2 separate regions of the Mus musculus genome follow, and region 1 is linked to region 2. The links are chromatin contacts, called in public Hi-C maps. All regions are on one chromosome and are shown on one strand. Each heading gives the region's core, a stretch centred on a gene start, on an enhancer-like site or on the middle of the called end of the contact. The rest is flanking DNA. Distances are from core to core; before and after follow the strand shown.

What was found. Hi-C and Micro-C count contacts between places; a contact is called where the count stands out from the background.
Region 1: a Hi-C map of liver shows a contact between it and region 2, with 3 times the contacts expected there. The contact joins the enhancer-like site here to the promoter of Hpgd in region 2. A contact is called at or near these places in 6 of 39 promoter capture datasets (the 3T3-L1 cell line, 3T3-L1-derived adipocytes, the C10 cell line and 3 more), 3 of 484 Hi-C or Micro-C datasets (adipose-derived mesenchymal stem cells, liver and ventricular fibroblasts), 2 of 115 datasets of contacts at active chromatin or transcription factors (embryonic stem cells and microglia) and 1 of 9 other capture datasets (liver).

The regions. Positions count from the first base shown.
Region 1 is chr8:56,405,385-56,408,940 of GRCm38.p6, forward strand. No RefSeq gene overlaps it. Among named protein-coding and RNA genes, the nearest start is that of 4930518J21Rik, 78 kb to the right of the region's middle. Within about 2 kb of position 2,052, at least 7 of the 459 cell types and tissues checked have an H3K27ac peak or open chromatin away from gene starts, as enhancers often do. A contact at or near this core is called in liver, where this site is marked.
Region 2 is chr8:56,292,242-56,296,073 of GRCm38.p6, forward strand. It overlaps Hpgd (hydroxyprostaglandin dehydrogenase 15 (NAD)), which reads left to right and starts at 2,311. Exons shown (of 7, transcript NM_008278.2): 1 at 2,311-2,471; 2 at 2,698-2,821. The coding sequence starts at 2,379.

The DNA.
Region 1 (3,556 bases), core at 802-3,301, 110 kb after region 2:
TTCTACACCTCCATGAAGAGAAGAGTTAACTTGGCATTTTCTAGAGACATAGGTCCTACCCAGAACAGTTTTGTACAAAAGAACCATGATAATGTGAGTTATCAGCCAGTTTTAGAGCGACTGAATGATGATTGCACTGGCCAGTGAAAGAGATCTGATGCCAGAGGGCAATACTATTAATTATACTCTAACTATATTTTGTGAACCTTCTTACCTAGTTCTACTCCACTATAGTGGTCCTCAATACTTTCCAAAAGAAACAAAACTTTTCTTCTCTAATTATGATTCTGTCGTTTGTATGGGGAAAAGGATAAGGATCTATGTAGAGTGACTCAGATATAAGCATCACCTGTTAACAACAACAACAACAAAGACCAATGAGCTGAGGAAGGAAATAGGAGGTGGGACATCTGGGAAAAAGTCAAGGGGATTGGAAAGAGATTTGCCCCAGAAAGCTGAGGAGATGGATATGAGGAGAGGAAACTAGCCATTTAGCTGAACTTGACTTAAAAGAAAATTAAAGAGGTAACAAGTTAAGAGCTAGTCAGAGAACAAGCTGAAACTTATGGTCTAAGCATTTATTAATAAATAATTAGTCTCAAGAGTTCTTATTTCTGGGAACAAAACATGTGGGAAGAAAAGCTTGTAGTTAAAGATCTCTTTGGTGTTCCAACAGCTGATCTTTAGGATAGTTATCTGCTATTTTCACCTTTTGTGTTGGCTACATTTTATGTCAATTTGACACATTTGGAAGATGGAATCTCAGTTGAAAAAAAAAATACCTCCACCAAATTAGTCTGCGGGCAAGCATGTGGTGCATTTTCTTGATGAGAGGGCCCACCCTACAGGGAGTGGTGCCGTCCTTAGGCAGGTGGTCCTAGGTGCTGTAAGACAGCAGGCTGAGCAAGCCCTGGGGAGCAAGGTAAGGAAGCAGCACTCCTTCATGACTTCTGTACCAGTTCCTATCTCTAGATTTTTGCTCTGTTTTTGTTCCTAGCATGACTTCCTTCAGCAATGGAATGTGACTTTTGAATTATAAATGGAAAAAAAAAAACTCTTTCATTGTCAAGTTGTTTATGACCATGGTGTTTTATAGCACTAATAGAAACCCTAACTAAAACTCTCATACTAGATTACTGCACTCTGATGCAACTAACTCTGCCCTATCTTTTAAGCAATAGAATAGGCCATGTTGTGACTCCAAACCAATAAAAAGAAATTAAAGAGGTAATGAGAGTGGAAGAAAAAAGGGGTAATAGAAAGTGAATATCATCAAAATACATTGTATTCATATATAAAATGTCATAAGGCATCTCACTATTGTATATAATAAGGTATGCTAATAAAATATATAAAAGTTAATTTCAAAAGAAATTAGGGAAGCGACATGGCATTTTTATCTCATTCAGTTATCAGTTAGAGCTAGTTTACTCTAGTTCTTCTATCAGTTCACCTATATTTGGGGATATGTCTTCCAAAAAAAAAAAAAAGGCTGCATTTCCAGGTGCTCCAAACCTATCACTTCTGCTGTATCTTATTCTTAATTTGATTAAATTAATTTTTAATGAAAATGCAACTAAATATTTCTTTCCTTTCCCTTTTCTCTCCCCAAACTACCCCCACTTCTCAAATTGATGGTATTATTATTATTATTACATTTTACTATAAATGCATAAATATATAAATACAATCTACTGAGTTTGTTTTTGGTGTGTGTGTGTGTGTGTGTGTGTGTGTGTATGATTTCTGGATTGACCACTTTTTTAGGATAAACAATTAAAGGGATCATCCCCAGGAAAGACTGATTCTCTCCTAAGTGTTGAAGAGTAGATTACTCTTGTTAATTCATTACCATTGTGGAATACTTTCCATAATGAAAAGAAATCCCCTAAAGGAAAAAAAAATCTTTCAGAATGTAGCTTCTATATTTCTAAAATTATGGGATGTTCATGTTAGCTCCAAAATTCCAGCCTCTGGGCAGGGAGTGGGAGAGTTTAGAAACAGGCCAATAAAACATGGTCCTAGCAAATACACAGGTAAAGTGAATAAAGCAATAAAAGTCTTCTGCCAGCCTACCTGGGCAAACCACTTCTATTAAGACATTTTGTACCACAGATTAAAGGATCAAACAAAATCCTAACTGCTGTGAACCTTTCCTTTAGTTTTTGAAGTTAATGATTAAATCATTTTGAAGACAGCGAATTGGTAGTGATTTGGAATGTTGATGTTGGTTGAATTTGTTAAACTAATAAGTGACTCGCAATATATTCTGAGAGAGACTGTATTTCAAAGAGAGACACTTGCCCCTCCACCCCACCCTCCACCCTCCCCCTCCCACCAGGACATTTAATGATGTGAGAATTCTGAGTCAAGGCATCAGAAGATGGCCTTTGTGAGCTAATCTAACACACTGTTTACTCCTGTTTTGACATATGATCAACTTTAAAGTTAATGGCTAGTTGCTGGGGCTGAATTTTTAACTACTATATTAGTCTTACCAGAATCTTCTAAAAGCAAAGTCTTATTTGAAGTAAATTAAGGATTAAGGACCACAACATCCCTAGGCACCTTCTATGAATTATAAAAGTAGAAATGAACACTTCAAAGTTCATCTAGCTGACTGCCTTTGGTCATTTCCCATCTGGGTTGTTATGATCAAGGGTTCCTCCTGGCTCAAATATTTACTCAAGTAAGTCTAATTCCCAAACAATATCATGTTCATTTCAAAAGCATTTCAAAGTAAACTAAAGGAAAATTTTAACGTAAAACTTTATATAATAAAACTAATAATATGAATTGAAATACACTATAATTTATTTTACATTTAATCACTGGGCAAAAACACTTAATAAAATACAAAATATCATTTTGTAAAAATAAGTGATATATTCATACAGAAAGTATGAATATATAGATGTTTTAAGAATGTGAAGCAACTAAAATCCACTGGTAAAATTATAAATTTTTGTTCATGCTCCTGTATGTTCCTATGTGCATGTGCAGATATACATATGTGAATGTGCAATGCATACAAAGAGCTTAAGTTGATGCCTGTCGTCATTCTTGATCCTGCTCTAGTTTATTGAAGCATGTTTCTTGTTGAGCCCAGACTTCCTGATTTTTGCTACCCCAGCTTGCTCTAGGGACCTGCTTGCCCTAGCCTTGGCACGACTGCTGGCAATTTAAACTTCAGTCCTTACACTCACCTAACAAGTAGTTTATCCTTGGCATTATTTCTCAAACACACCCTGCTCTTTTTAAATTAGAGTTTGAAATAAGATCACATAAGTTGTCCAGGCTGACCCTGAACTACCTAGAAAACAAGTAGGTCTTGTGCATATAAACTTCCTTTAAGCCTGTAGCTGGTACTATAGGCAAGTACCAATCTTCCAGTCTTTTTCATACTTTTGAAAAAGAATTAAAATGTGGTGATCTGGAAGTATAGATCAGTGGTAAACTATTTGCTTAGTATATCAAAAGGCCCTATGCTAAGGTGAAGTGACAAAAAGGTATCCTAGGCAGATTGGGGGCCAAGGTGTGCTTCAAGGAGATCACA
Region 2 (3,832 bases), core at 1,061-3,560:
CCAAGTGCTGTTGCTATCACAAAAGCCAAGGTTTGAAGGGAGCCATTGGTGGTGGGAATTGATAGGGAGGGTTAAGGGGAACTGATTTTGAAACCTTAGATCTCCTTTTGTGCTTAAAATAAAAGTCCTTGTTTCCCCTTCTCTCACGGGTGTGATTTATGAACAATCTAGAAACAATTTGTTAAGATTAATACTTATTACGCTATTATTCTGTGCCAGGCCCTGTGGTAATGCTTCACATGCGTTGCTCAAGTCTTACTTAACAAATCAGGAATCTGAGGCACGATAAAGGGAAGAGCAACACCCTCCGCGTCATCTGAAATCTCAACCATAGACCCTCAGACTCCTGTTTGGCTGTTTGGTGTTTGGTTTTGGTTTTGTTTTCTTTTTTTCATGACACCAGTCTCTTTAGTCTGAACCAATCCTGTCCTTTCTTAAAGGAAAACTTAGTCTCCTCCTAATCTCGCCAATGACTACCCGGTCCTAGATCCATAATGATGGGCTTGACAGTAAAACAACCTCTCTCTCTCTTCACCAGCCACTTTCTCCTAAAACTTCGCATCAGGTGCTGTGCCTTTTAAATTTACTCATACTGGCTATTACTGCTCTAGCTGATTGAAAACCTTTTGCCAAATGTGGCGCTCATCTCCATCAAAGCTTTAGGGACCACTTGACTTTTGGAACGGTTCCTCTCTGTTGAGCGCTGCAAAGCCACTGCTCTTCAGACATCTTCACTCATAGTGCAGTAGCTGTTTTTGTTTTTTGTTTTGTTTGTTTTGCTTTGTTTTTCTAGCTTTGGGCAAATCCTTCCTGGTGAAGATGTGTTCTTTTTCTCAAGCCTTCAGCCCTGGCTTTCTGTTATTTGCCTGTCTTCTTCTTATTTGTCTCTGCTGTTCTCATTCAACATCAAGCCCTTACATACACCCACTGGTGAGTTTCAGTGACGAGTCCCACACCCAAATGTATACGGGTAGGACTAACTGAACTTAGCAGTTTACTTGGGAGAAAAAAAACAATAAGAGAGGAGGGGTTGTTCGGGCATCTGAGGAAACTTGGAGGGAGCAAGACATATTTCCTTGTATATGTGCATGAAATTCTCTAGAATAAAGAAAAAATTAAAATACAGTGCCTCTACTTCCCCTTCTCAGTACAATGCTGGATATAAATATGTTCCTATCTTCTCAGCATTTTTTTTCAAGATCTAGTTTCAAGGCAACTTTGAAACCAGTTGGCTTAACACCAACTCTGTATTTTCTGCAGCCTCTCCAAACACTTCCCTGAGGAACCGGGCACATTCACCAAGGCTTCCTTCACTAAGCAGGCAAAGTACACAAAGAACTCATTCTGCTGTTAATCTCGGGCTTCCCGCGTGCTCAGATGTCTTTGTGCCTGAAAATAAATGCCAATGAATTAAACTGACAGAACGCACTTTGAAGCCTGCCGCTGTGAACGTGAGAAAGGGACTTAGTCAGTGGACTCGTGTCCTGGCAAACAGTCACCCTGGCATAAAGTCAGGGCTCCAGTTCCTGCAGGTCTGGGGACCTCAATACCAAATCTGGATTACTGAGCCATAGGAGCCAAGGTGGTCCAGCAAGTAAACTTCCATCAAAATCACAATATGCAAGGCTACCACTGATGCTGGCATGACTAAGGACAGTTCAATATGACACACAATGGACACTGATCTGAGACAGAAACTCCAGGAAGATTCTTAAAACTCTGGCGTTGGAACACGATTCAGGTTTTGGGAGTCAGAGCAAAATTAAACTCTTGTGCTCACTGTTTGTACAAAACGTCAGTAAATAAAAGCGTTATCCTCACTCACCCCAAGCCCATAACTATATTTGTTTATGAAATGAGAAGTTATGAAAAAGCTTAACACACACACACACACGTGCACAGCAACGCCCCTTAAAATATTGTTTTTGATTCCTTCTTTTGCTTGCTTTTAATTTAATATTTATTGAGGCTGTGAGGAGAAATCCAAGTTTCCAAGCCTCTTCTCTTCTCTCCTGTAAGATTAACTTTTGAGTCGTTCAAGAAACTTTTCCAGAAAGTTTGTCTTCCTTCCTTTCAGCTTTTCCTCTCTTAGCTCACTGTGTTCATGCAGCCAGAGGCTTGGGGAAAATTCCTGCTGGGGAATCTGCAACAGCTGAAAGCCTAGAAGGCAAAGATCACCTTGTGCGCCGACCCTACCCTGGTGCTCAGGGGCAGGTGACACAATGTCGGTTTCCTAGGCGCTGGCTTGACAGTTTCATCCCCGCCCACTGGCAAGAGAGCTCCTAGGGCCGCTGCACACGCGCACGGAGTGGGCTATAAAAGCTGCTGCGGCGTCCAGACTCTGAGCTCGCCCACCACCCGCAGAGACGCGACCCGCCATGCACGTGAACGGCAAAGTGGCTCTGGTGACCGGCGCGGCACAGGGCATAGGCAAAGCCTTCGCTGAGGCTCTGCTGCTCCATGGCGCCAAGGTAAGGACTTCTCCGTGTCCACCCACACGCCGCCGGAGCCCCTGGGGTGCCGAGCCCCAGGCTCGCAAGCCGACCTCCAACGCTGCTGGCAGAGAACCCGAACTTGGATGAGCACATTCTGAGGTCTAAGAAGGGAGCGTCTTTTTTATCCATTGCTTGTGTGTCTGTGGCTTGGTGGCGGCTGTTTCCTTCATAGGAGACCCGCTCCCTCTTTTCTTGTTTGTAGGTAGCATTGGTGGATTGGAATCTTGAGGCAGGTGTAAAATGTAAAGCTGCCCTAGATGAGCAGTTCGAACCTCAGAAGACACTGTTCGTCCAGTGTGATGTGGCTGACCAGAAACAACTGAGAGGTAAGACGTTGGGGAATCAATCCATAGACTCGGGAACACACCTTGTGCAAGCAGCAACCTGACTGCCAGGTAGGAGCAGACAAGGCTGAGAGCCAGCAACGCTCTCTCACGGGAAGCTGTGACCTTCTAACTCCAATGGATAGTTTGAATTTCTGTGCTTCTTTCTGATAACCCAATGGACATAAAAAGTAAGACAGGACTGCCTAAGAAATCCTTCTGTTTTAGCCACTTGGCAGCACAGAATGTAATCAAATCTTTTGTGTATTCGAAGACAGTGCTGCTACAGTTAATTACCCAGTGAGGGGGACAGGCTGCGGAACTATGGCAAGCAGTTCTCAGAGAGCTGGAAGACTTCTCCAATAACAATCAAACTCAGCGTGCCTTTCGCTTAGACACTTCAGACGCCAAGTTCCAGGTCATGGTCACAGGCAAAGCAATTGCTTTTAGCCAGATCTTTGCTCGGTTTCCCCTCTAAGATGGCACTTAAAATAATAACTGTATGGCGTTAAATTTCTTCTTCTTTAGAATTAAAGAAGAAAAGGCTCTATCGCTTTTCCCCAATGTTTTCCTGTTTTTCTGTGGTCTCTTAAAATAGATCCATCTACTTGTGAAATGTCAGGAAGAATATTGTCATCAGCAATGCACACTGGCTGTATAGAGGGCTCAAAGGATTTCCCTAAAGATAATTTCTCCAGGAAAATATAGAAAAAAAAAAGATGTTTCAAAGGGCATTGTTCAAATAAACAAAGTAAATCGGTAGGCACCTTTTTAATCTGGAAGTCAGAATACAAACCCAACCTGCTCTACAGTGTCTATCAATGGAATCCTGAGATCTTAGGTTTCTTACATCTTAGAATATACCCTATGAATAAAAATGGACGGATCCATTAGAAGACAGTGGACCTAAGATAGGGGTAATTGGATTAAAGAGAACATCATTAACATCTGAAAATGCTAATCTGTCCGATAGTAGAGGTAGCCTTTATGAGTAGAAGAGATCTTTAAGAGAAG